4 separate regions of the Mus musculus genome follow, and all the other regions are linked to region 4. A link is a contact called in public HiChIP or PLAC-seq and promoter capture Hi-C data. All regions are on one chromosome and are shown on one strand. Each heading gives the region's core, a stretch centred on a gene start, on an enhancer-like site or on the middle of the called end of the contact. The rest is flanking DNA. Distances are from core to core; before and after follow the strand shown. Region 1 holds the start of Dcaf4 (DDB1 and CUL4 associated factor 4). Region 2 holds the start of Dpf3 (D4, zinc and double PHD fingers, family 3). Region 3 holds the start of Eif2s1 (eukaryotic translation initiation factor 2, subunit 1 alpha). Region 4 holds the start of Srsf5 (serine and arginine-rich splicing factor 5).

Region 1 (3,520 bases), core at 751-3,250, 2.6 Mb before region 4:
CGCACGCACACACACACACACGCACACACACACACACACGCACGCACGCAAACCTATCCTTATAAATTCCCTCCCTAAAATCCACAGGAGAGCCGGGCAGTGGTGGCGCATGCCTTTAATTTCAGCACTCGGGAGGCAGGAGACAGGCGAATTTCTGAGTTCGAGGCCAGCCTGGTCTACAAAGTGAGTTCCAGAACAGCCAGGGCTATACAGAAAAACCCTGTCTCAAAAAAACAAAAACAAAAAAACAAAAATCAGGGGCTGGTGAGATGGCTCAGCAGGTAAGAGCATCCGACTGCTCTTCCAAAGGTCCTGAGTTCAAATCCCAGCAACCACATGGTGGCTCACAACCATCCGTAATGAGATCTGACTCCCTCTTCTGGTGTGTCTGAAGACAGCTACAGTGTACTTACATATAATAAATAAATAAATCTTTTTAAAAAAAACTGAAAAAATAAAAATCCACAGGAGACCCAACTCCACAAAGTTGCCCCCTAACCTTCACTTACACACATACATTATACATACACACAAATACACAACCATAATAAGCTAACCCTACTACACAGCATGGAAACCGAGGCTTATAGAACTAACAATACCTGACTAACAAAGTCGCATTAGAGATACAGGAGCATCCTGCACTTGTAGGCTCCATCAGCCAAAAGACACCACCTCGATTACTTTCCACTGTTATCGACAACTGGATTTCCAGGTCGTGGGATTTTTGTCTTCTCCGAGTAGCTGACTTGGAGTTGTTAGTTGTTTTGTTTTATGTTTTTCTTCTTACTGCCTTGCTCCACACACAAGGCTGTGTCTGGTCATCCAAGGTGGAGGGAGTTGTGGCGCTCCCCAAAGTCACTAGAACTGGTGTGGAAAGGCTTCGTTTCTCACTAACACCCATCTTACTGTGGCAGGGAATGGAGGCTGGTCCACATCTGGGCTTCCTAACTTTTCCAAATACCAGCCTGCACACAACCTCAGGCAAGCCACCACGTAACCTCTCTTTCTGTGTCTTATAAAGATACCGCTAGGGTTGGAGAGATAGCTCAGCAGTTAAGAGCACTTGCTGTTCTTCAGAGTTCAGGAGCTCACAACGTCTCAAATTACAGTTTCAGGAGTTTGACACATTTGGGTCTCTTGGATCTTCCACAGACACATGTAAGCACACACACCCACATACACAATTAAAAATAAAAGCTCTTTTAAAAGGTGTGTGTGTGTAGATGTCTTAGTGGTTAAGAAAGCTGAGGACCCAGGTTCAAATCCTAGCACCCCGCAGGGCGGCTCACGATCATCCAGCTGGAGGAGATCTCACTGATCTCTTCTGGCCTCCCTGAACACCAGGCTTGTTCGAAGTACACTCATGTATGCACGCCAAATATCCACATACATAAAAGAAGCCTTTAAAAAAAAAAAAAGCAAAATCCCAGCACTTGGGAGGCAGAAGGCGGATTTCTGAGTTCAAGGCCAGCAGCCTGGTCTACAGAGTGAGTTCCAGGACAGCCACGGCTACACAGAGAAACCCTGCCTCGAAAAACCAAAAAACAAAAAAACCAAAAACATAAACTTCCAAAATTTATACCATAAAGTACTATTGGCCTCCTGGCCTCGTGTTTCTTCACAGCCCAAATTTCAACAGAGGCAGAGGTCTACTGCAGGCTGGACTCTGCAAGGGGATCCTGGGGACGCCGCAGGACTCGCCAGGTCCTGGCCCACGCCCACTCCGGCCTTGTATGGCACGCTCACTCCTCCTGCCTTCAGCCTTGCCTTCTCTGTCCTCTGCGTGGGTACAGCGGCACCCTCCGTCGGCGCCCAGATGCACGCCACGCATGGGAACAGCCTTACCTGCACAGATGGTCCTCTCAGCTACGACACTTCTGGGCTGGAGCACCCAGGGGCGTGCAAAGATCCGGAAAGACCCTCATGTTGTGTTGTCGCACCCCATAGGACTAAAGCGGCCGGTTCTTTCTTCTCATTGAATTAGGCTTCTGCCTGTCCATGTCAGTAGGGGCGGTCTTTACGGAGGGCGGGACTTAGGATTTCCGCCTTGTCCTGGTCGAGCGTGCCCGGGCTTGGCACGCTTAGGGGCGGGGTCTGATGCGCTTTGGGGCGGGGCTAGAGATTGCTACCGCCTCCTCAGAGTCCCTGGTACTCTCTTGACAGTGAGTCTTCCTTCTTACTGCGGATCATATCCCGAGAAATTTCTCTCGGCTTGGAGCTGGTACACAGGCCCGAGTTAACACTGATATGTGAGAGAGGGAAGATGATTGTTTTGTGGAAAGAGCAAAGGAGACTCTGAGGAGGAAAGCGAAAAAGACTTTGGGACGCAGTTGCCGGTGCCGGGAGGCTCCTTGAATCTAGGTCAGGTTGTTTCCTCCTTGCTATGTGACCTAAGGTGTGCTTATCACTTCTCTGGGCCTTAATTTCTTCCACTGTAACAAGAAAGTTGAACAAATATTGTCAATGATCTCCAGCCCAAAGTTTGTACAGGTAATATTTCTAGAATGGTACACGTGTGCCTTGGTCAGAAAACCACCCCAGAGTACCACTGCAAAGAAGACGGAGTTTGTAACAGGTCAGAAGTGATAGTAGTGAGAGCAGAATGGGTTCAAATAGGTCAGGCTAAGTGGGGACCACCAACAGCCTTGATCTTAATTGCATTTGGAGAACAGAATCCCTTCCTGAGATTCATTGTGTGCGGTGCTCGCCCAGGCTCCTGATGCTGGACCGCTAGAAGCTAGCTATTAGTGATCATAGATGTGGGCCTATGAAAACACTTCAGCCTGTAGCAAGTTTACAGACGTGTGCAGGGATATGCAGAGTGCTAGGTTCTGAGGGAAACGAGAGAAGTGAGCACTACTGCTTCCCGGAGCTTGAACTGCCAGAAAAGGACAAAGCAGACTTCAAAGAAGATGTGGCTGGAAGCCTGTTTCAGCTACTGGTTGGACTGGCTGTGAGGACCTTGGAATCTTTAGCAAAGTGGTTGAGGCTGGAGAACAGCCTCAGAGGCATGGAAAACCATGGGACCTCAGAGACTGGAGCCTTGTTGGGTAAAGCTGTGGGCAGATGGGAGACATAACAATAGGAGAATCTCTGACCTGAATTCTGGGAGGAGGAAGGCAGGATTTGTAAACTGAAGCCTTGAGGACCCTGGAGGACTGAGGAGGAGGGGGGAGGAGGAGGCGGCCATGGGAGGCTTGTGAAGGATTGGCAAACAGGCAGCTGACTGACCCCATTGACAGGATTCACTGAATTCCCACCATGGGAACTGGGTGGACACCAGTTTTGCCTTGGAAACCTGTAATATACACTCACTTCACAAAGGAACCATGGTCAGAAGCAAGTCAAGCGGCATGGCCCGACTCTGTTTTCTCTCAGGTAAAGTGAGGGTAGAAAGTAATGCTGAAAAAGGAAGTCCTGAAGAGTAAAGGCTATGTATGACCCCAAATCAGGTGCTTGGCTTATGGCTTCCAGTGACTAAGCAGCCAGAGTTACAAATTTAACTCGGTGTCTAGAT
Region 2 (3,083 bases), core at 124-2,623, 2.5 Mb before region 4:
GTCTGCACGCACAGACTCACTCAGCTTTGCTGGGCTTATCTGTAACTCTAATAGTGAATGGAGCTGGAATCTGAAAGTTCTGGACTGCTTTGTAATTGTATTTTACTTTATTCATCGAGAGTCGTAAAAGGCGAGAGCAGGTGGAATTGTGAACTGCAATTCAGCATCTCTCGGTTTCCTTTTCACTTCCCAGCCCCCAGCTATTTGACCTGATTAAACAGCCAAGGGGGCCATAGCCCGGCTTCTATAAGCTAACGATGCCTGTGCCCTCTAAGTGATTTCATGAGTTTTCGCCCACTCCGAGTCTCCCTGTGCTCCGTGGAAGTCTGAGTTCGCAGAAGTCTCTCAGTTTCTTCTGGGGTTTATCAGATTCTGAGCAGCCGCATACTGGGGAAGCCAGGAGTCACGTCTGAACATTCACTTGCAAATTCTTTTCACCTCCTATCTTAGTCCAGAAAGGTGACGCCTGAATTCTCAGAGCCGTTCCCAGAGGGGACTCAGGCAACACCTACCTCAGGCTCTAACAATTTTTGCATAGTTACTGACTTCCCTAGCTGCGTTTCCTAAAGTTGCCTCAAAATTTCCCCAACCTTCTGCCTAAAAAGCGCCAGGTCTCACTTCGCTCCCAAGCTGGCCATGTCAGATCAGTGTGAATCGTTGACAGTGGAGAACGGTGGTCGTAGGGGACCGCGCGGAGTGACCACCCGTGAATTACGTAACAAAAGCCGTGGCTGTCCGCAAGCCTGACACTGAGACATTCCAGGAGGAAGGGAGTTGCTGTCCTGGACTCTCCAGTTCTCAGAAACCGCCCGGGGAAGGTGGCTGAGATCAAGAAAACACTTCGGGAACAAGAATATTGAACAGCCGCGGAACCCAGAACATTATTAGCAAACAGTGGAACACGAGTAGTAATTTCTTGGAGGAAACTGCAGCCTTCCAACTTTTTGCACTGCAACACGGTGGTGTACAAGGAGCTCGGGGGTTAAAAACCGTGATTTACAAAGCCCAGAGCTAATGAATGGGGTTAAGTGGTTTTGTTGGCACTATGTAAATATTCTTGTCCAGGAGCGCAAACTCTGCAGTTATTTAGCAAAGTAGGGACTCCAACTAAGCGAGAATGCTCTCCCATGTTGTCTCCACGAGTTCCAATCTAAAAGGGCGCTACTAACACGGTACTGCCCCTTTAAGACCTGCTCGCTCTCGGGCTCTACAAAAGGGAGTGACCTCTGGGCTTTGACAGCTCCCCTAATAACTACCACCACGCAGGCCCCGCCCACTTGGCGACCAGCCGCGCCGATTGGCCGGTAGGCCGGTATCCCGTGCTCTGATTGGCCTGCCGCTTCCCCTGAGCGAACCTTTAGAACTCTGAGACAGACAATATTCTGTTACATTGTAGCAAAATGGCGACTGTCATTCACAACCCCCTGAAAGCGTAAGTAAGACTAAAAAATGTACATATTCCGCGTGGTTTCAATATGAAAAAAAGGCGCCTTGTGGAGCGCAGCCGGCGCCCGGCTCTCGCAGACACCTCCCGCTGCGCCCGGGCTCCTCTTTTCTTCCTGCTCTTACTTCTTCATCTTTTTTTTTCCTCCCAGCGCGCAGAAATGTCAGGAGATGCAATTAACAAAAAGAAAATTGTTACATTTGTGTTCTGCTTAATTGGCTGACCGGGACCGGGAGGGAACACAGAGCGGCGGCGCCGGCTCAGGAGCTGCGGGGGTCGTGAGCAGCCCGGGTCTTCACGGTTCTCGGAGTCCCCTGCCTCTCCCGGCGCCGCGCGGAGCTGGCTGAGGCTGGCCAGAGCGCGGGGTTGGCTGAGCCTGGCCGGAGCGCGGGGCAGAGACCGCGTCGTGCGCTCGGCTGAGCCCTGCACTCCAAGCCCGAACCTTCCCGGCCCCGCTGCTCGTCCACCCAGGCGGGCAGACGGACCGCAGCGGCTGCGGAGTTTTGCAGGGCGTTCGCTCTGCCTTCCGAGCTCTCGCAGGGAGTTTGTGTAAACCTTCCGGAGTTGGGAGGACAGCGCGCGGAGCGGCGGGTCCCGGGAGTCCTGGGGCCCAGGTGCTTGCCCCGGGCTTTTCCACTCCGGCAGCCGGGGATCAGGCAGGCGCTCCGGGCGGTCGCCGGTGTGTCTGTGTATTTGTAGGCTAACTGGCTCTAGTAAATTAACGATCCGGGTTAACTTGGGGTTGATATGGAGGCAGGGAAACTGCAGGTCTTATAAATGGTGTGCTTGCCTGCTCTGGGTGAAAAGCCGAGGCGGTGGAGGCGGCGGTGGAGGGCTCTGGCGACAGCGAGGGGCAGGTGCCTCCCGGAGACTTTGAGCGGACACAGGGGGGCGGGCTGCGCAAGGACTCGCGGGGGCCGGTTCCCGATCGGAGCTGCCTGCCCGCCGGTCTTCCTTCCTTCCTTCCTTCCTTCCTTCCTTCCTTCCTTCCTTCCTTCTTCCAGTCGGTGGACTGAATATGAAGCCGCAAGTCCGCGGGTGATCGCGGAGCCGGGGGTGGCCTCGGAAAACTAGTGTGGCTCTCAAGGGGCGCTATTGGCAGGCATGTTGGCAGAGGGTGGATCCTTGGGAATCGCGGCGCGGCGTGGGCACCCAGTGGGTGCCCGGTGTACTAGGACTTCCCCGCCCTGATGAAAGCCAGTGGGAGTCGGAGGGTGAGCGTGGGTGTTTAGTGCCAATTCTTCCCGGTGTGTGTCAGTGGTCGATCTTGGCTCTTTTAGCTGCGCGCTACAGCGTCCCTGGCTATGGGAGTCGAAAACACCGTTCGCTTTGGGGAGCAGCAGGGCGGCGGCGAGAGAGTGTGCGTGGGATTCCTAGTGCCAAGAAACCCGTAGGGAGAACCCGCTGCGTTTGCACCAGCCAACAACCAGGAATAGGGCAGGGATGTCCCAGATCTTGGAGTTTCCATGAGATATTGCTGTAAAGACGGAGGCTGAGCTTGATGCGAGTTCCTGGCTCCCGTTCTCGTTCGGAAGCTCAGCTACTTTGCACTCGCGACAGCGTCTCACCGAAGAGAGAAATTGTTTTATGGCAGAAGAAATGGGCGTAACTTCCCCGCTCCTCGCCGACTCCCGCCGCC
Region 3 (3,294 bases), core at 767-3,266, 2.1 Mb after region 4:
AGTAGCATCCAAAAAGGTGATGCTTTTTGTCTTCATCAGCTGGTTAAAGGTTACAGGCAACAGGGTAAGAGAACACAGAATGGAAACATGGCCACTACTTTAAAAGGCACAAATCTGTTTGCAGAATATGGAGTAAATAATGAAATGGTATATTACTTACAGTAGAAAGAAAGTATTCTGAAACTACAAAGGGATTCGTGTCACAAAGAACTTACTTGTTGGCTGATTGACTAAATCAATTCATAAAAACAATTATTTAAAAAAGAGCCCATGTTTTTTTTTTTCTGTCAATAAAACAGAAATCAAGAATTTATTCAGTCCTTTTTGATAATTTTCAAAGCATTCTGACTTTTTTCATTTTGCAATTTAATCTGTTAAAACAATTTTGGGGGTAGTCATTACTTAGTATTAAGCAATTCTGACACAAAAATCCCTCCCTAGGGAATTAAGTACTAGTGGGAAAACAAATTAGGATTACAAGGTGTTCTGAAAAGGCCCAAAAAAGTATTAACAGGAAACCAAGGAACAGAAATATAAGTGACTTCAAAGACAGATACATAATATACACTAAAAACAAGAACTAAACTCAAGTCTTTAACACAAAATCTGATATCCACAAAGTTTCCCTGTATCACACACAGTATGACAATGTTAAGGGCTCTCCCACCCCCCCTTTAGAGACAGGGTTTCACTGTGCAGCTCTGGCTGGCCTCAAGCATTTTCAGTGCTGGGATTAAAGATATGTGTACCTCACACCTCTCACAAGGGATCCCACTTCTGTAGTTAATGCCATACAGACTGTATGTGTTCTGATGTAAACAAACAAAAACACACTTCAAAGCTAGTTTCAAATACCTTGCATTATTAGTATTTTGCCCCTGTTAACTTCTAGAGTCGGTACATTGTCATGTCACCATAGCAGATATGGGCAATGAACATTCCAAAATAAAATGTACCACGCTGGGAAAACGCTGTTCAGCTCTAAAGTTTACTAGTACAACTAAGTCTTTTGAGAATCAGGGCCCACCATCTGGCATCATAGGCACAGAAAAAGCACTACAATTTCATAACTGACATTTTTGATGAACTGTCGAGGGTCTCCACCTCTTTAACAACAACTTGAGGAGGAGAAAAATCAAGACTTTTCTGATGTACCCTTTCTTCAAGAAACAATGTTTGTTCCTTAGTGGAAATTAAAGCATCCTAAATATAAGGGGGTGTTTAAGAGCCCCAATGCGAGTACACACTTAACTCTAAAGTTTTACGCTTTCAGCGTCCATAATTACAAAACTCCAGTTTTATTTTCGCAGTTACCCAAACAGGGCAAATAACTTCAACAGCTGATTTTAAATTCCAGGAATTCACTCATACAGAAATGCACAGCTAGAGCGAAAACTTAACGACCTCAACACTAATAGTTCCATTTTGGACTTTTTTTTAACTTAAATATGGTGGTTTATCCTATTGTTTCTTTGGCGAAAAGTTCAGTCTCCACAGAGAGAAAAGTTTTGGCAGTATCTTGGGGCTGAAAAGAAGGATAAAAGAAAGAAAAAAAAAAAAAGCCCAAATTCTCCGGTCCGGTAAAAGCAATCGTCTTGAACTAGGAGTGGGACTGGAGTCGAGGGTTCTCCAGAGGCCTCCCCACCACAAGACATCTTTAAGGAGGCTGTAAAAATCTACTTGGCCCACGTTCCTTCAGGGGTTCCTCCGCCCGTCCAGCCACGTTTCTGGCTCGCAGGAGCAGACACCGGCTGGCGAGAGGGCGCAGGAAATCACCAGCGGGCGGTGGCGACGGGGTCCAGACACTTCCCGCGCAAGAACGGGAAAGGGGGGGTAGCCCGGGGCCTAGCCGCACTGGACAAAACCAAGGCGAATCCTCGGGGAGAGCAAGCTGCGGGGCCGGTCACCTGAAGTGGATGTGTGAATCCCGAAGTAGGGTCCCACGCCGTGCTGCTTAGTGGCAACGAGGAGACTCGGAACACCAACCCCGGACGCCGAAGCTCCTCAGCGTGCGCTTCGCCCAACCCAGCGCGCATGCGGAGCCACCTCTCACTGCGCAGGCGCCGACAGAAAAGGATCCTTCGTTGCCACTAACCATAGAGTCTTGGTCCTCCTAATATGGGCGGTGTGAACCAAGGGACGAGCTGAAGAGTCACTGCCCCTGGTATTTATAGATTTTTTTGCGGAGGGAACTTGCTAGGTTTAAAGGAGAGGTAAGTTTCTGTTTCTTGCTCCAGGATGATCGCTTTAAGTTTTAGTCAACCAAGAGAGGGCGCTGTGACGAATGGCGGAAAGCCGAGGAAGAGGAGGAGCGTGATCCTCTCCTGACCCATCCCTCAGAGCGTGCTGGGTGCCGGCGACTCGCCGGAGGGAGGGGCGGTGGAGAGACCCGGAATTCCGGACTGTGCGCGCTTCCACATCCGGGCATTCCGTCTCCTCCCCCTCCCTCAGTCCTCGCCCAACAGGAACCGGAAGTGGGAACCGGTTTCCTGGTTGCCTCTTAGCAACGCAGTTGTCAAGTGACCCGGTCAGCTGACTCCCGTGGAGGCGGGCACTGGGGTAACCGGTTCTGGAGGTGTTGCGGTCCCGATTGTCTCGCCGGGGGGCCCGAGCCGAGTCACCGTCAGGATGTCGGGCAAAGACCGGATTGAAATCTTCCCTTCGCGAATGTAAGTTAAAGACTAGGACAAGCGACAACCGTGTTCAGGCACATCTTCCCGGCGCGCATTCCTGCGTACCCTTGGCCACCAGCAAGGTTCCTTGGTTTCTGGGTCGCTCCTTGAGCTTTCCCCAGGGTCTTCGTTTCCTCTGAGTTCCGAGCGAGGTTTCTTTCCAACGCTCCCCTCCCCTGCTGTTTCTGAGAGAAGAGGCCGGAGAAAGTGGTTCCAGTCCACAGGAAAAGGGGGTTCACCTGCTGGCAGCTTTTGGAGGTCGATGCCTTTACTCACTCATTCCGCACACCCTTTGAGCCACACACGGAGTTTACATAACTGAGCCGTCGGCGCCATCTCTACCTCCCAGGGCTCATCATTGCTGAGGATTGAGATGTAGACGCTGAGGTCTGACCAAAGCTCCCAGACGGGAAGTTATGTGACAGGGAAGCAGCTAGAAGGCCCCTCAGCCAAAGTGACATTGAATGTGTCACCCTCTCGCAGCTGTAGGTTTCAGTCTTGGATCCCGTCAAGTGTTATTTGCTGTGGGAAGATATCCCTGCATTTCTGAGGTATTCCTATAGCCCTGTGATGACTGCACTCTTTACGTCTAGCAAGTGTCACTCATGACACTGTCACGCGG
Region 4 (3,063 bases), core at 333-2,832:
TAAAAAAAAAATCATGGAAGTGTTAAGATATACCTTACACTCAGATACTATAACCCTAAGCTAGGGATGACTGAGAATCAACTCCAGCCAGCAGTTACTTTAACTTCTTAACAGAAGCCACTGCTTCTTGGCCACTTCTAACATCTTTCTGGGAAAACAATTCACATGGACTCAGAGTCCATGCTCATCACAAGAGCTCTACCCACTTTGTTTTTTTTTTTTTTCTTTTTTTGGAGACAGGGTTTCTCTGTGGATTGGCTTGCCCCTGCCTCCCAAGGGCCAGAGACCAAAGGCATGTGTCACCACCACAAAGTTACCTAACTTCTCGACAGATAATTCAACTCAGTTTCAAGTACTTACCACAAAACCAAAACCTCTTTTCAAGTCAATATCTCGGATCCGTCCGTAACCCTTGAAGAATCTTTCCACATCTTTCTCCCTCGCTGCTGGATTTAGTCTCCCAATGAACACTCGACAGCCACTCATGATGCCCGGCTAGTGTTTCCTGTTAGGCAGTAATTGAATCGAGACAATATCAACGATTGACACCATGGGGGTGGGGGATGTTCAGTCAAGCAGTCAAACACACCCCACGTTTACCAACTCTACTAACAAGGTCGCCATGTACCTTTTAAGTCGTTCACGACCACCACATTCAAATTCCAAGTTAAAACTTAACTCTCCAAAAGACCCCCTTCCCAGGTTCCACACGGCAGCCCACCACAACGCCAGTAGCCACCTTTCTAGACTGCGCAGCCGCACACGCTGTCCCCGGATCCCGGGGTTCCCCTCCCATCTGCCGCAGTTAAGGCCAGGCCGAGAAATGCGGGCGGAGCCGAGCCCGCCCTCTGCCAGGCCTGGTCCAATAGCAGCCGGCCGCGCCCGCGTCGCGGCCTCCCCGCGCGTCACAAGCCGGAATCTCGCGACGCCACCACCGAGCCTGCGCAGTGGGCGACGGGGCGCGTTCGCAGCACAAAATGGCGACGGCCGAAGTATGCGGCGGGGTGTGGGGGGGGGAGGAGCGTAGCGAGCCGAGCTGCGTGCCCCCGAGACACGGGCAAGCCCGGGGCCCAGAGCGCTGCGCCTGCGCCGGCCCACGGGGGGAAACCCTAAGCTGCCCTGGGCCAGGCCGGCTCCCCGGCGTCCGGGCCTCGATGAGAGCCATTAAGGGCGGCAGGGAGGGGCGCGCTGCTTCCCGACACAAACGCCCTCCCCACGCCCGCCCTTCCGCCTCGTGTCCCCCTCACGCAACACCCACAGGGAGACGTGCCCCAGCGCCCACCTCAAATCAACTGCGCTCTCTGAGTCGCCGTCCTCCGCAAAGAGCGAAGCCCCGGCCACTTGCGACCCGAGCGGCCATGAAGAAGCCTCGATCCGAGAAGCCTTGCCCTCAAAGCGTGCCACTCACCTACCGGACAGGGTCTTTGGCGGCTGAGACCCCGGAGAGGTCCGTAGTCTGCGACGGAGCTGTCTGCCTCCCTACACAAACACACACACAACACACATACACACGAACCCAACTCGTCTACAGTCTCTCCACAACTGACGCACTTAGCAGCTCGGACGTTGCACAAAATGGAAGGGACGTCCTGGCGTCACTTCCGGGGCGGTGCCAGAAGCTCGGGGACCGCCCACTTGGAGCTGAGGACAGACGGTTCCTGGGAGCCGGAAGTTCTAGTAGGGCGGGGCTTCCTTACCGCGACCCCTGGCGAGAGCAGTGGGTGGTGGGAGGACTAGAAACGTTCGTTCAGTTGGCAGGATACACCGGGACACTTCTTTGGATACGAAAAGATGTATTTAAACTTTTTCTTAGGTCCCTCGAAGATTACCAAGAAACCCAGGCTTTTCAAAAATCACCTGTTTCTTTTAAAAATTCATTTACATAGTCGGTCTCGCTAAGCAGTCCTGGCTAGCCTTGAGCTCAGCGATCCAGCCGGTCCGCCTTCAGTGTGATAGGATTATTGGCCCGAGCACCAGGTCCAATTCTTTCTTTCTTTCTTTCTTTCTTTCTTTCTTTCTTTCTTTCTTTCTTTCTTTCTTTCTTTCTTTCTTTCTTCCTTCCTTCCTTCCTTCCTTCCTTTCTTTCTTTCTTTCTTTCTTTCTTTCTTTCTTTCTCTCTTTAGCCTCTTCTGCAAATTGTACTTATCAATGTCCTTCAAGAGAGGGTTCTTAGCCGGGCGTGGTGGCACACGCCTTTAATCCTAGCACTTGGGAGGCAGAGGCAGGAGGATTTCTGAGTTCAAGGCCAGCCTGGTCTACAGAGTGAGTTCCAGGACAGCCTGGTCTACACAGAGAAATCCTGCCTCGGAAAAAAGAGAGAGAGAGAGGGTTCTCTGAGGCTCAAGTAAGTGAATTCTTTCAGTGTTGTGGTTTTTGTTCTGATCAGCCTAAGGAACTGAATTGTTTTCTACTAAAGGAGAGATTTCACGTGGTGAAATAATGAAATTGGTACTGTGGGTAAAAAAAAAAAAAACAAAAAACGCTCCTATATATTGAATCCCTAGGGCCAATCTTGGCTCAGCTAGCTGGGAAAGATTTCAAGTTGTTTCTAAATCCAACTGGCCATTGTCCATTCCTTTCTGTCCAGGTCTCAATCTCAATAGTTAGGTGGACGGTGGTAGCTTCAGCCTTTAATCATCTCTGTGAGTTCCAGGCCTACCTTATCTACAAAGTCCAAGACAGCCAGGAAAACCCTGAGTCAAAGAACCAAAAAAAAAAAAAAAAAAAAAAAAGAGTCGAAATCAACAGTTATTGAGAAATAGAGTTTATGCTTCCAGCATGGATGTAATACACAGCAGTCCACATCGGTAACTCTATCCAGCCTTCCCCAGTGAGGTTGGGAGGTCTAGAAACATTGACAATAAAGACTGTTGTTGTTGTGAAAAAGGCTACTTCTCTTTAATATTTTTATCTGTAACCTAAGGCATCATCTAGATTTTGAGATGTACCTAGAATAGAGTCACACAATTTCAGCTAGGGTCACAGGGATGAACTGATAGCTCAAGAAGGAGCAGAGCAACCCTGGGTCTGACCTCATTCACGTGGAATAAGCTTGTCTATTCA

Evidence for each region. Promoter capture Hi-C pulls out the DNA fragments that hold promoters and counts their contacts. HiChIP or PLAC-seq counts read pairs in DNA pulled down with a chosen protein or histone mark. Capture Hi-C pulls out chosen DNA fragments and counts their contacts.
Region 1: an H3K27ac HiChIP or PLAC-seq map of embryonic stem cells shows a contact between it and region 4, with 5 times the contacts expected there. The contact joins the promoter of Dcaf4 here to the promoter of Srsf5 in region 4. A contact is called at or near these places in 4 of 115 datasets of contacts at active chromatin or transcription factors (astrocytes, embryonic stem cells, extraembryonic endoderm stem cells and 1 more).
Region 2: a promoter capture Hi-C map of pre-B cells shows a contact between it and region 4, with 6 times the contacts expected there. The contact joins the promoter of Dpf3 here to the promoter of Srsf5 in region 4. A contact is called at or near these places in 2 of 39 promoter capture datasets (embryonic stem cells and pre-B cells) and 1 of 484 Hi-C or Micro-C datasets (embryonic stem cells).
Region 3: a contact with region 4 is called in a promoter capture Hi-C map of adipose tissue. The contact joins the promoter of Eif2s1 here to the promoter of Srsf5 in region 4. A contact is called at or near these places in 5 of 484 Hi-C or Micro-C datasets (CD4 T cells, CD8 T cells, natural killer cells and 1 more), 1 of 115 datasets of contacts at active chromatin or transcription factors (cardiomyocytes) and 2 of 9 other capture datasets (adipose tissue and liver).

The regions. Positions count from the first base shown.
Region 1 is chr12:83,518,946-83,522,465 of GRCm38.p6, reverse strand. Dcaf4 (DDB1 and CUL4 associated factor 4) reads right to left here and starts at 2,000. Exons shown (of 14, transcript NM_030246.2): 1 at 1,849-2,000.
Region 2 is chr12:83,486,026-83,489,108 of GRCm38.p6, reverse strand. It overlaps Dpf3 (D4, zinc and double PHD fingers, family 3), which reads left to right and starts at 1,373. Exons shown (of 11, transcript NM_001267625.1): 1 at 1,373-1,432. The coding sequence starts at 1,401.
Region 3 is chr12:78,860,794-78,864,087 of GRCm38.p6, reverse strand. It overlaps Eif2s1 (eukaryotic translation initiation factor 2, subunit 1 alpha), which reads right to left and starts at 2,016. Exons shown (of 8, transcript NM_026114.3): 1 at 1,908-2,016. It overlaps Atp6v1d (ATPase, H+ transporting, lysosomal V1 subunit D), which reads left to right and starts at 2,450. Exons shown (of 9, transcript NM_023721.2): 1 at 2,450-2,669. The coding sequence starts at 2,629.
Region 4 is chr12:80,944,018-80,947,080 of GRCm38.p6, reverse strand. It overlaps Srsf5 (serine and arginine-rich splicing factor 5), which reads right to left and starts at 1,582. Exons shown (of 8, transcript NM_001079694.2): 1 at 1,409-1,582; 2 at 361-505. The coding sequence starts at 486. Gm20337 (predicted gene, 20337) reads left to right here and starts at 1,682. Exons shown (of 3, transcript NR_045057.1): 1 at 1,682-2,344.